Linked DNA regions of Muntiacus reevesi: regions 2 and 3 are each linked to region 1. Evidence: chromatin contacts called from public Hi-C data. All regions are on one chromosome and are shown on one strand. The core of a region is the stretch at or near the end of the contact, and the rest is flanking DNA. Distances in the headings are between cores, read along the strand shown. Region 1 holds the start of DNAH3 (dynein axonemal heavy chain 3). Region 2 holds the start of UQCRC2 (ubiquinol-cytochrome c reductase core protein 2). Region 3 holds the start of EEF2K (eukaryotic elongation factor 2 kinase).

The links. A called contact is a pair of places that touch in the nucleus more often than the background predicts.
Region 2: a contact with region 1 is called in a Hi-C map of blood, with 2.8 times the contacts expected there. The contact joins the promoter of UQCRC2 here to the promoter of DNAH3 in region 1. A contact is called at or near these places in 2 of 3 Hi-C or Micro-C datasets (blood and muscle).
Region 3: a Hi-C map of muscle shows a contact between it and region 1, with 6 times the contacts expected there. The contact joins the promoter of EEF2K here to the promoter of DNAH3 in region 1.

What each region holds. Positions count from the first base shown.
Region 1 is chr2:197,560,378-197,564,686 of mMunRee1.1, forward strand. DNAH3 (dynein axonemal heavy chain 3) reads right to left here and starts at 1,934. Exons shown (of 62, transcript XM_065924469.1): 1 at 1,800-1,934. It overlaps LDAF1 (lipid droplet assembly factor 1), which reads left to right and starts at 1,362. Exons shown (of 5, transcript XM_065924470.1): 1 at 1,362-1,475; 2 at 4,015-4,211. The coding sequence starts at 4,116.
Region 2 is chr2:198,237,254-198,241,258 of mMunRee1.1, forward strand. UQCRC2 (ubiquinol-cytochrome c reductase core protein 2) reads left to right here and starts at 1,327. Exons shown (of 14, transcript XM_065924473.1): 1 at 1,327-1,470. The coding sequence starts at 1,438. LOC136158514 (a long non-coding RNA gene) reads right to left here and starts at 1,009. Exons shown (of 2, transcript XR_010661349.1): 1 at 767-1,009.
Region 3 is chr2:198,467,000-198,471,027 of mMunRee1.1, forward strand. It overlaps EEF2K (eukaryotic elongation factor 2 kinase), which reads left to right and starts at 1,337. Exons shown (of 19, transcript XM_065924479.1): 1 at 1,337-1,472.

The DNA.
Region 1 (4,309 bases), core at 684-3,183:
CCATTAGCCTGATTATTTCTAGAAATATTAGTTGGTAGAACTAATACATCCTTGATGGATGGGCAAAATCAGTGAAAGAAGTAAAAACTGTATCACCTATTTAAAGTTGCTAATAGAATAAATCTTCAAAGTTCTCATCACAAGAAAAAAAATCTGTCACTGTATATGGTGACAGATGTTAACTATGCTTATTATGATGGTTACTTTGCAATATAAACAAACATTGAATCATTGTCATACACCTGAAACTAATACTTATATGTCATATGTTATATGCTAACTATACTGCAATTAAAAAAAAGAAACCAAATAACCTTCAAAAAACATAGGTTTAAAAAAGCACAATACATTAAATATTTTTGGGCTCCTCCCATGTTCCTGATAGGTGCTAAGTTCTTTACAGCCATTATTGCACCAGTCCTCACGACAACCCTGTGATTGCTTTTCTCTTTCTTAAAGAGCTATTCTCCAGATGGCTACTGACACAGGTCACAGATGAAAGTATATCAGTACATGTCCCTGGATGGACGGAACCTGAGAGCTGTGCAGTAGCAGACCAATTACTCGAGTCTATCCTTTTCTCCAAGTAAGAGTCTGACTTGGGACCAGAGTCTGGGATTGTTGGACCCGGTTCACTGTCTTCACCACTATGTTCTACCGCAGTTGTTCTCAACCTAGACAACTATGCAGGGAACATTAGCTGATGTTCGGTGACATTTTCGGTTGTTTGCAGGGAAGAAAAGCATTACTGGCATCTAGTGGTTGGAGGTGAGGTATGCTGCTAAACATCCTACAACGTATAGGACAGTCCCCTCAACACAACTTTTCTGCCCAAAATGTCAACAGCGCTGCCCCTTGAAAAACCCTACTATAGGGCTGGATTTCAGGTCAGGGAACATGCGTTCCGGCTCTGGATTAGACGTTTTCATGTATAAAATGGAGATACTAACCTAACAGAGTTTTTAAGGATCTCATTGGCTCATGATATTTGCATTTGAGAAGTAATGATGAAAACCTTTCAGTCAAGGAACCGTCTCATCACTTGTCTGTCCTGAACTCCAGAGATGCTTCCAGAAGAGGTAGCTCAGGGTATTTAGGCAGAAGCCCTAAGACCCTGTGAAAACCCATTCATATCTGCCAGTTCACCTATCTCAGAGATGGCCGGGGCACCCTCACTACAAGCCAAGAGCGTAGGAACGGCAACTCTCTCTGAGCCTTAAGTTTCCTCACGTGCTCCTCGCTCAGGTTTCTCCCGGAAGCTCCAAAACGCTGAAGCAGGCAGCCCTGGGAGGGCGGCAGGAGGCTGGAGCCGAGCGAAGGGGAGGGGCGGGGAAAGGAAGGGGAAGAGCGGGGCGGGGCCACGCGGCGGAGGGGCGTGGCTGGCTGGGGCGCGGGCGCGGGCGGAGGCTCACGCGCCCGCCCACGGCTCCGTCAGCTCTCCTTTGCTCCGCCTGCACCGCGGCCCCGGGGACCAGGTGAGGACTCGGGCGTGGGGGACCGAGGGCCCCGGCTGGCTAGACCCCTGGGCCGGGCTGGACAAATGGAGGAGCGCGGGGGCGGTGGGTTGAAAGGGGAGTCGGTGACATATACACACACACGGAGTCTCATCCTTCCCGGGCCCTGCTAGACAACCCCCCCCCCCCCCCCCAACTAAGGGAAGTCTCATCCCTCCCCAGCCCTGCGACACACACAACACACAGACACACAGACACACAGACACACACCTACACCTGCTACGACTTTCGGTAAAGGGTTGCCACCCCATCCCACCCCGAAGACCCCGCCCTTTCTTGGGAAACCTGTTTGGGAAGTCTCCACACCTCCTCTTCAGGAATCGTCAAAACGGATGCCCTCATTCCTACGGGGTTCCCCTGCCCCGTCACTGCAGGGTATACCCAAGGTGGATTCTCCTCCCCAAATTAATGACGGGGTCCTCGGTGCGACTTCTCTCCATCCCGGCTGGAACGTTCAGGCTTTCCGTTTGTCCCGGGAGGGGCGGGCGAGGAAGAGAGGGGGGCTTTTAGCGGGTGGGCCGTGGAAGGGAAAGGGCGGGTTGGCTTGGGTTTTCCTGGCTCGGCCCGGAAGGCGCGGAGATCGCAGAAGGCGGGGAACTGTGCGCTGCGTCGGATTAAGGGGTTGCCCCCTTCCCTCCTCCTGAGACCTGTCTTTGCTTGAGGAGGCCCCTCCGAGGAGTGAGTGAGAGGGATTGGTGACCAGCTGATTTCATTCTACGGCTATGGCCGATGGCTTTCTACCCACGCTATTCACGTTGAACTTCCCAAACCTGTCCGGATGGCCCCTAGGTTTCCAAGGCCCTGGGAACCAGTGAAGGGAGCTGGGCTTGTTCCTGCCCGTTGCAGGTTTGAGATTAGGGGAGCTGAGTGCTGGGAACATGGCCAATTCTAATCTATGCCAGCTGCAGCTTCAGAGACAGAATATAGGAATGAAGGGTCTAGTCCTGTCCAGTCCAGGGGATTCCTGTTTCACAAAAGGGATTGTAGCAGAGAATCTCTAGCTGGGTGATTAAAATGTGCTTTAATTTGCTACTAGACCCTATTGGAGAAGGAAATGGCAACCTACTCCAGTCCAGTCTTCTTGCCTGGAGAATCCCATCGACAGAGGAGCCTGGTGGGCTGCAGTCCATGGGGTCACAAAGAATCAGACACGATTTAGCAACTAAAACAACAACAACAACAGACTCTATAGATATTAGGAGATAAGTCATTCCTGGTGGCTCAGTGGTGAAGAATCTGCCTGCAATGTGGGAGATGTGGGTTCCCTCCCTGGGTTAGGACGATCCCCTGGAGAAGAACTCCAGTATTCTTGCCTGGGAAATCCCATGGACAGAGAAGCCTGGCAGGCTACAGGCCATGGGGTCCCAAGATTCCACACGACTTAGCAATTAAACCACCATCGTCACTTCCCATCTCACATAATTACCATGTGGGATGTTGAGTATGGTAAATAAATGTGAACATCTCTCAGTTAATTTTGTCCACTGTGATAGAATCTTTTAGCATTTGTGCTATAGGTCAGGAGATTAGTTGTAAGGAATAATGGAAAAGATATCTCTGTGACAGCCCAGCCTTACAGTGTTGTTCTGGGAAATATAAAATAATAATGTATTTGTTTATATAAAAATTAAAAAGAGTTTAAAAGATAGATATATAATTTAACAAACAGCTTTTATTATTGGGACAGTTCTGGAAATTCCAGGCCATTGTAGTCACAGAGTATAATTGTGGCAAAGTTTGTCCCTCTCTTGTTATGGAAATGAGACTTAAAAGTAAATAGAGAGTAATTTATGGCACAATGTAATTGGGAGCCAACCTGTTTAGTGTGGGTAGTAAATAAAGAAGTTGGCCACTGTCATTTGTTTGAGAAAGGCTTTCTGGCAAAAAAAAAAAAAAAAAGGCAGTGGGATTTGAAATAGTGTCTTCAGCCTTGCTTTCTTCTGTATTCTTTTCAGCATTTTATCAGGCTAAAAAAATAAACATAAGCTCTCAGAGATAATACCATTAACATCTTGTTATAGATCCATCTAGATCTTTTATTTTACTGTGGATATATGTATTTTATATTATGGATATATACATAAAATATGTAATAATTGGTATTTTATAATTTTTTTCACATCATAGACTTATTTTCATTAAATAAATATCAACATCATCTTAATGGCTATACAATACTCCATTGTATGAATTTATCATTATTTAACCTAGTTCTTATCAGTAGACAACTTTTTCCTGTTGTTTTACTATTAAGTATGTATTATAAACAGGGATAATCGCACATCCTTTTGGCATGTTTTGATATAACTGATTGTTTCCTTCAGGTTCCTGGAAAATAAATTTTTGGATCAAGGTGTGTACAATTTGATATTTTGATAGATATTGCCTGGTTACCCTTCATCTCTATGCCCATCATTAGTGTGTGAGGACAGCAGAAGCCCTCGTTGGGTCAATTGAGTGAAGACCACTAATGGTTTAAGATACTTTTCACTTCTTCCAGTGACAGCAAGAGACAAAGTGACATGAGAGATTTGACTGTGCCCTGCATTGAAGAGCTTCCTGGTTGAATTAATCCTTAAAGAGACTGAAGTGGGTTTCAGGATGGCGAAAGAGGAGCCCCCGAGTACTTCAAAGGACTTGCAGGAGCTGCAGAGGAAGCTATCTTTGCTGATAGCGTCTGTCCAGAGTAACTCAAAGGTCAGTTTCTAATGAGAGCATATAATGGAAAATTCCAAAATAACACTAGCTTAAGACCATAGAAAGTTATTTCTCCCTTAAGTAGGTAAAATTTGGAG
Region 2 (4,005 bases), core at 77-2,576, 680 kb after region 1:
TCTTAGGTGTCCCCTGTAATCTCCTATTACAGAGTTGTGAGTGTAGAGAAACTCAGACACGGGCTAAGGGTATAAACTAGTTTCTCTGCTCTGTAACACCTTATGAAATTTTCATGTGCATACAAATCACCTCGGAATCTTGTAAAGAAAAAATGCAGATTTTGATCCAGTATGGGATCTGAAAATTCTTCACTAATAACAGACTCCTAAATGATGTTAATGTTAGTTTCCCAACCATGCAACGCAGCAAGATACAAGACTATAAGCCCCTGAAGGGCAGGGACCGTGCCTTAATCTTCAGCATAGTGTCTGGCACGGACAACTTCTTAGGTAATACCTGTGGAAAAGAGCACAGAATTTTCTTTCTTCAGCAGTCACGTGAGGCTTCCCTGATAGCTCAGTTGGTAAAGAATCTGCCTGCAATGCAGGAGACCTCGGTTCCACTCCTGGGTTGGGAAGATCCCCTGGAGAAGGGAAAGGCTACCCACTCCAGGATTCTGGCCTGGAGAATTCCATGGACTGCATAGTCCATGGGGTCGGACACGACCAAGACAAAGAGTCGGACACGACTGATCGACTTTCACTTCACTTTCTCAGCAGTCACGTGACTCTCCGTAGGCAAGCTTCAGCTTAGAAGTTCCACTTCTCACCCACTCACACGCACACCACTACTATTCAAAACATTTTAATTTTTCTAAAACTATAGTGCAGTTTTTATTTTCTACGTAACCCCAGCCTAGACAATTAACTCCAGGACAGCAGATACCTTAGTTGTACTGATTTCCTAAGCTTCCGTCTCACCCAGGTGTATCCCTGGCGTGGTCTGGCAGTTAAAGAAGCGAATTGATTGGACAAGGCCGATGTCCTCATGGAGCTAATGATCTAACGACGACTTCACCAAGCAACAGGCGATCACACCCGGTTTCGAAGCCTAAGTCTCTGCAGAAGGGCAGATAGACGAAGGTCTTCTAAGGCCGACGGCTTCTATGGAGAGGGAAGTCCTGGAGTTCAGATGGTTTGAGCCCAGACGCCGCGGGTGAAAACCGGAGAACCCGACTCTTTCATTGGACAGTCCGGATCGGGAAAATCCAAAGTGGCGGGGGGTGGGGGGGAGAGGCTGCGGTGTGCTGTCGCAGGAGTAGTCAGAAGATTACAGAGTGGATATCCAGGCCAGGAAGAGAGCTAAAAAAGCGGTAACTTAAATTATCTTCTAAATACTCCCTTACGAAATTATGCGTCTCCCTAACCTATGTCTTGGAGGAATTGGACTGGCCCAACCTCCAAGGAGCAGTAGAGCGCAGCCGGTCGTCTAGAGAGTCCCTCACGTAAGAGACGTGGGAAAGAGTGTCGCAGGGAAAGCTGGGCCGCTTCCGCCGTCCGCCACCATCTTGCTTTTTCTAAGGCGGCAGTGACCGAGGCTCAGAACAATCTTGAGCAATGAAGCTGTTAACCAGAACCGGGTCCCTCTCGGTGAGCACAGCTGGCGGGCTTGGGGAAGGGTTGGAGAGCAGATGGTCAGCAAGGTCATACGGACCGGAGTTGCCTGGTTTGGGGGCCCTGGGCGCTGGGCTTCGTTCTGCCCTTCAGCTGAACCCTGCGGGACAACTGGGCTCCAGGCTGGGTGGGTCAGGCGTTGGAAGGCCCGCTCATGCTCTGAGCAGAGGAGACCTAATGCAGGAAAACGTGCAGAGAGAGAGAGGGCTTGAGAGCAGAGGTGAAGCGATTCGGTGGAGACACCTTTGAAGGTCATTGCTGCCCTTGCGTGCAGGTGAAGGAGACCGCGAAATTTGTGTCCCAGGAGGCCGGTGTAGACCTAGTCCCCCATCCCTACCCTATCAGCTGCTGCCTGTGTTTCTTGGCGTATCATGTAGCATCAGCTTCTCCAACTGTTAAGCGGGCTTATGAGTAAAATCATAAGAAAGAAATGAGCTAATACCTGTATAGCATTTTTCAGTGAACCTGGAACTTGATTGTTACTGTCGTGTCCTGGCTGCATAAAGTGTGCTTTTCTTGATCTCGTTTTAATATTTATCCAGGAGGGGTTCTTGGCCTTTCCTTTAGAGCTTCTTAAGGCTCCTCCTCCATGTCCGAGTGACACATAGCTGTCACTTGGGGAAAACTCCTGTATCAGTGTTACATTATCAAGAGGGAACAGTCTCAACCTCTGAGATTAAAACAACTCTTCGAGGCCAATTTTGCCCCCAGGGAACATTTGGCAACATCTAGAGACATTTTTTGGAAAAGGAAATGGCAACCCACTCCAGTATTCTTGCCTGGAAAATCCCATGGCGGGAGGAACCTGATAGGCTACAGTCCATGGGGTCGCAAAGAGTCGGACACGACTGAGCGACTTCACTTTAGAGACATTTTTGGTTGTGACAACCTGAGGGGCGGGGGAGTGCTACTACTGAACATCCTTCAGTGCTCAAAGCCACCCACAACAGAATTATCCAGCTCAAAATACCAAGAGAGCCTGGGTTGCTAAGAAACGTAGTAATCTACTAGAAGAAGGTTCGAAAAACCAGGGAATGGAGTTTCCCGGTACTTAAATTTAAATAGATAAACTATGAATTATACAAATGACCTTGATTTAGACTGTAATTCTCTTAGCCTTCTTAGCACCCCTATATTAACCGATGATTTTAATAACCCTTAGAGGGAAGTCCAGTTGAACTGGCAAAAAACCTCAAAACCATCTCCTCATTCGTTCCATCCTCACCTTTCAGTAGAAAAAAGAACTCAAAGATAACACAGTTGAAGAGGACCAATGTAAACAAATTGCAGTAAGCTTGAAAGCAATTGTTGGTTCTACTTACAGCACTTACTTTACATAAGAATAAATTTATACATCTTTTGTTATTAAAACAAAATAGTAATTGTATGGACAGTTACTAGGATAATTCGTTACAACAGGTTTGAATGGAACAAATTACAGAAAGTACATTATGACGAAGTGTCACTGCTCAGGCACATTTGAGAGGAGAGCACCTAAATCTACCTTAGCAACTGATGTGCCCACATATCTTAAATTTTTTACTTTCTGGAAAAATCAAAAGCTAGAATCACTAGTAGAGTTAACTGTACCACACCTAGCGAGTGAAATTGATGATGATAAAGTAAAGCTAATTGTAACTTATAATTTAAAAGCGCTAAGGAAAGTTATGGCCAACCTAGACAGCATATTAAAAAGCAGAGACATTATTTTGTCAACAGAGGTCTGTCTAGTCAAGGCTATGTTTTTTCCATTAGTCATGTGTGCACTTGAGAGTTGGACTATAAAGACAGCTGAGCACAGAAGAATTGATGCTTTTGAACTGTGGTGTTGGAGAAGGCTCTTGAGAGTCCCTTGGACTGCAAGGAAATCCAACCAGTCCATCCTAAAGGAGATCGGTCCTGGGTATTCATTGGAAGGACTGATGTTGAAGCAGAAACTCCAGTATTTTGGCCACCTCATGCGAAGAGCTGACTCATTTGAAAAGACCCTGATGCTGGGAAAGATTGAGGGCAGGAGGAGAAGGGGACGGCAGAGGGTGAGATGGTTAGATGGCATCACCAACTCAATGGACATGAGTTTGGGTAAACTCTGGCAGTTGGTGATGGACAGGGAGGCCTGGCGTGCGGCAGTTCATGGGGTCGCGAAGAGTCGGACACAACTGAGCGACTGAACTGAACTGAACAGCAAATGAAAACTAGGAACCAACTTTTCAATAGTACAGCATTGAAGCTGAATGCACAACCAGCAACCCTCCTGGACAACATGAAGTAGGGACATTGCAGCCTTTGAGGGGCTCCTTGGGAAACTCAGGCAGCATGTTCATTTAATCCTGGGACTACTAAGGTTTAATTCTCAGCATCTCCACTAGTAACCTTATGATCCTTAGACATAATCAGAATTAATTCTGTGGCATTGTATATCATTCGCCAAGAAAAAAGCTGAATAAAACTACACATTTTGAATCCATTATCTGACGTTTAAGAGGATCCCTTCCCATGGCTGCATATTAC
Region 3 (4,028 bases), core at 87-2,586, 910 kb after region 1:
TAAAAAGAAAATGTCTATAAAGCAGTTACCGCAATGCCTGACACAAAGTGAATGTCCTGTAAATATCAGCTCTTATCACAACTCCAAAAAGGCTCATCAAAGAAGGCATTGCAAATGACAGGTAGCCCTTGACCACAGAAACATGTTTACAACCTAGTGTTGAGTGGATAGGAGAAATAGGTAAGAGTCCACTCTTGTTAGGAAAAATGTAAACACTCCCACAGTCATACCTAGATAACCCTGTCTGTTTCTGGCCTGCTTGCATACACTTGTTTCTCTGTTTACCTGGGGCCCCTACCTTGGAAATCTTCTGGGTAGGTGTCCCTCTATAAGCCTCAGTTTTATGATCTGTACAGTAGAGCTACAAAAGTTGATATGAAGAGAGTATGAGAAAAAACGCTTGATAAATATCACTGTTATTTCTTTTTTTTTTTTTTTCTGTGCCCCCTGCAATGGAAGCCCAGTGTTTTAACCACTGGAAGGCCAGCAGTCTTTTATTTCTAAATTTAAGAGTTGTGAAATTTCTAAACTTTCACTAGAAAAATAGGAAGAATATAATATGAACTTGTTCACAGTGGTTATCATTAGTTTTATTTCCTTTTCTTCATTATACTTTTCCATATTTATTCGTTCATTTCCCAGGTATTTATTAAGCACTTATTAGGTGCCAGGCTGGGAAGGATCTCCTGGTGGAGGGCATGACAACCCACTCCTTTATTCTTGCCTGGAGAATCCCATGGACAGAGGAGCCTGGCGGGCTACAGTCCATAGGGTCACACAGAGTTGGACACAGCTGAAGCAACTTAGCACGCACGCAGATGCCAGGCCGTGCGCTAAGAGGAATACAGCAACATGCTATACAAATAATTACCCAAGTAATTGCCATAGTCATACATGCCTAAGTTTTTGCAAAGCAAGATCAGAAGGGAAAAAAAGCGATTTCTGATTAAAAAAAAATTTTTTTAAGAGACGTACAATGAGATCGGATCATTACTGATTTGGGAAAGGATTTGAATACAGGAACTAGACAGGCAGCAGACGCAGCGCCGGGAGGTCCACGCGGCGGCAGAAGGAGCAGGGGCGGCCACTGGGGCCACGTGAGCGCCGCCGCCCCGCCCCGGCCCGCCGCCTCCGGCCCCAGCCCCAGCTCCGCCAGTGTGGGGATCCACCTCCCGCAAGCAGCGCTGCCGCAGCAGCTGCCCCAGCTCCGCGGACGGTCGCCCTCGGAACGCTCCCCTAGCGCCCCGGGATCATCCCAGCGGCTCCGCGCACCCCTCGCGCCCCGGGATCGTTCCCGCGGCCGCCGCCGCCTCCCCGGAGCGCCGGCCCGCGCGCCCGGCTCGCCGCTCCCCGGCACCTTCGGGGGGCCCGCCCGCCCTGCACCCTGGAGCACCGGGCCACGAGCCTCTGCCAGCTCCTCTGGATCCTCGCGGCCGTGGGCAGCGGCTGCCGCGCCGGTCCGCCCGAGGCAGGTAGGTGGGGCCGCGGTTGGCCAAGGGGGCCGGGATCCGGCGCTGCAAGCCTGCGCGCCCCGGTGCCGCCAGCGCCCGGACCGCTCAGGGTCCGGTGCTTCAAAGCCGGGGTTCGAGGCGGAAGGAGAATGTGAGGGTTCAGCTCTTCGGCTTTCACTGTTTGCTTCTGTAAAATGGGAGCGTCGTGCTGATTAACGGCAGTGCCTGTTGGGAAAATACTTGGCACTCGATGGTGTGAGAGAGACGGCTTGGGGGCCTCCGCCTGGGGCGCCTCGGGGCCCGCAGAGTGGGGGAGGCTGCCTTCCTTTCCCCGCGGGGCCCGAAGCCGCATCGCCTACCTGGGCCCCCCAACAAGAGGCCCCAGTTCCAGGAACCTCAAGGACAGTGTCGACGCACCCTTGCCGCTGAGTGTTGACTGCAAGAGCTCTGGTGTTGGCAGGCCCCGTGGACAAGTGCGCCAAGGGGCCGGGCGTCAGTATGCGGAGCGGCGGGGCGGCGCCTCCCCGGGGAGTCCCGGCCTAGCTCCGCTGCGCGGGCGTGGGGGGTTGCGGGGAACCCGCCCAGCTGCGCCCCGAGTGAGCCGGATGGGCTGCTAGGAGGAGGGTGGCTAGTCTGCCGGAGGGGAAGTTCTATGGGAGCCTGACTTCTGGGTCCTCGGCCCTGGAAGCTGCTGCCTGGGGGCCGCTCAACCAGGAAATTGCCTACCCCTCTGATTTTACGGAGGAGGAAACTGAGGCCCAGAGTAATCTAACAGCAGGTACTAATGAGCAAGGTGGGTTAAGGGAAGGAATACAGAGTAAGCAGATGGGAGCTGATGATACCCTGTGCGTGGCGTGGGGGTGGGGGCTTGTGGGGGCATTGGGGAAGGCTTCCTGGAGGTGGTGATGGAAAGGATGCCTGTGGGAAGAGGTGGGATTTAGAATTTCCTAGGTGTCCTCCTTTTCCCTGGCCTCCACAGCACCTTTCATTTTTTACTCCAGGCATTTTTTCAACAAATACAATAAAGCTGCTTGATAGTGGGATTTCAGGTGTAACATGATGGTTGGGATTGCCATCCCCCCTCCTCTCCCGTTCTTCTTCAAGAAGGGATGTGGGCTGCTGTCCCAAGTTATCTTTTGCAGGGGATGAGGAGAGAGGAAGTCAGGGTCTGAGGATCCCTTGAAATGGTCTGTTTACATATGATCGCTTGTGTACATTCTGTGATTTGCAGCAGGGGTGTATGTGTGTGTGTGTGCGCGCGCTTTGGGTGACAGGATGGTACTTTCTTCCTGACTAAGGATGTGTCACTGATACGATTTTAAATATTTTTAATGTATTATGTGGCAGAGATGGCTGTTGGTCACCGTGTTCTCTTCTTCCTGGGATATCATCCTGGTTGTGTTTCTTGGGCTCCCTTACAATTTCTTGGGCCACATGACTAAGTTTTGGCTTGTTGGAATGTGAGCAGAAATAGTGTGTGTCTCTCCCAAGGCTGGACACTAAAAACCTCCCCTATTCTCCCATTTACCAGCAGAGTTGAGAGGACTGTGAGGGCCTGGAGGAGGGCAGAGCCACAGGCTGGAAGGAGGCTGGGCCCCTGATTGACAGGAGCTCTCCTTTCCACCTCTCTGGTGGTCTGTGACTATCTGCTGAAGAAACTGGGGCTCCAGGAAGCCCTATGAAAGGTCTGTGGGTATGAGAGGGGCTTCTTGGTTGCGGCTTTCCCCTTGGGGTGATCTGGTGTTCCACAAGGGAGGGTGTCTTTAGGCCCTTTTTCTCACACTGATCAGATTCCCCAAAGAAGTCTGGTCCAGTCTTTGGCAGGGTTGACATCCAGGTGTCAGGACACTGAGAGCAGTGTGGAAGAAAGCTGAGGGTCACCAGCAGAAGCTTGGATTTGTTCAGGCTCATTCTCTAAGAGTTACTCTTTCTGGTCTGATTCTTAAAGCTCATACAGGACAAGTTGATGACCAGGACTGCATTCAGTATAATAGTGGCTTGCTAGACTGATTTAAGAGTAAGCATTTTTGTGCTGGGGAGATCAGTTCTGCTGATCAAGAAGCTGCAGACGTAATCCCAGTGAACTGAGAATGTTCTAGAGGAAGGTGGCTATAGTGCCCACCGCAGGATAAAAGTGGCTTGGCCCTTCAAGTGTTGCTGAATTAAACTCCTGCCGCCAAGGCTGATGGGCACAAGAAGCAGGCTTCAATCAAGGGAAGAAGTGAGTCACCAGCAGGCTTGATGATAAAGTAGAAGACAGTCTCTTGTTCCCCAAAGACGCAGGGCTGTGGAACACCCAGAGAAGCATTTCAGATGGCTAGAAAATCAGAGGGCAGACAGTGTCCAGTTGTCCAGTGGGGACACTTTCTAGACCTTGCAAGGAGTGGCCAAAAGGCAGGCCAAAAGGCAGGAGGCTCAACTGAGAACATGTCTCTGGGCCAGTGGTTCTTGAATTTCGGTGCATATCCACACCACCTGGAGGAATTGTTTAAACACGGCTTGCCAGGCCCACCCCCAGAGTTTACTTGAGCAGGACTGGCATGGGGCCCCAGAATTTGCACATGTGACAAGTTTTCA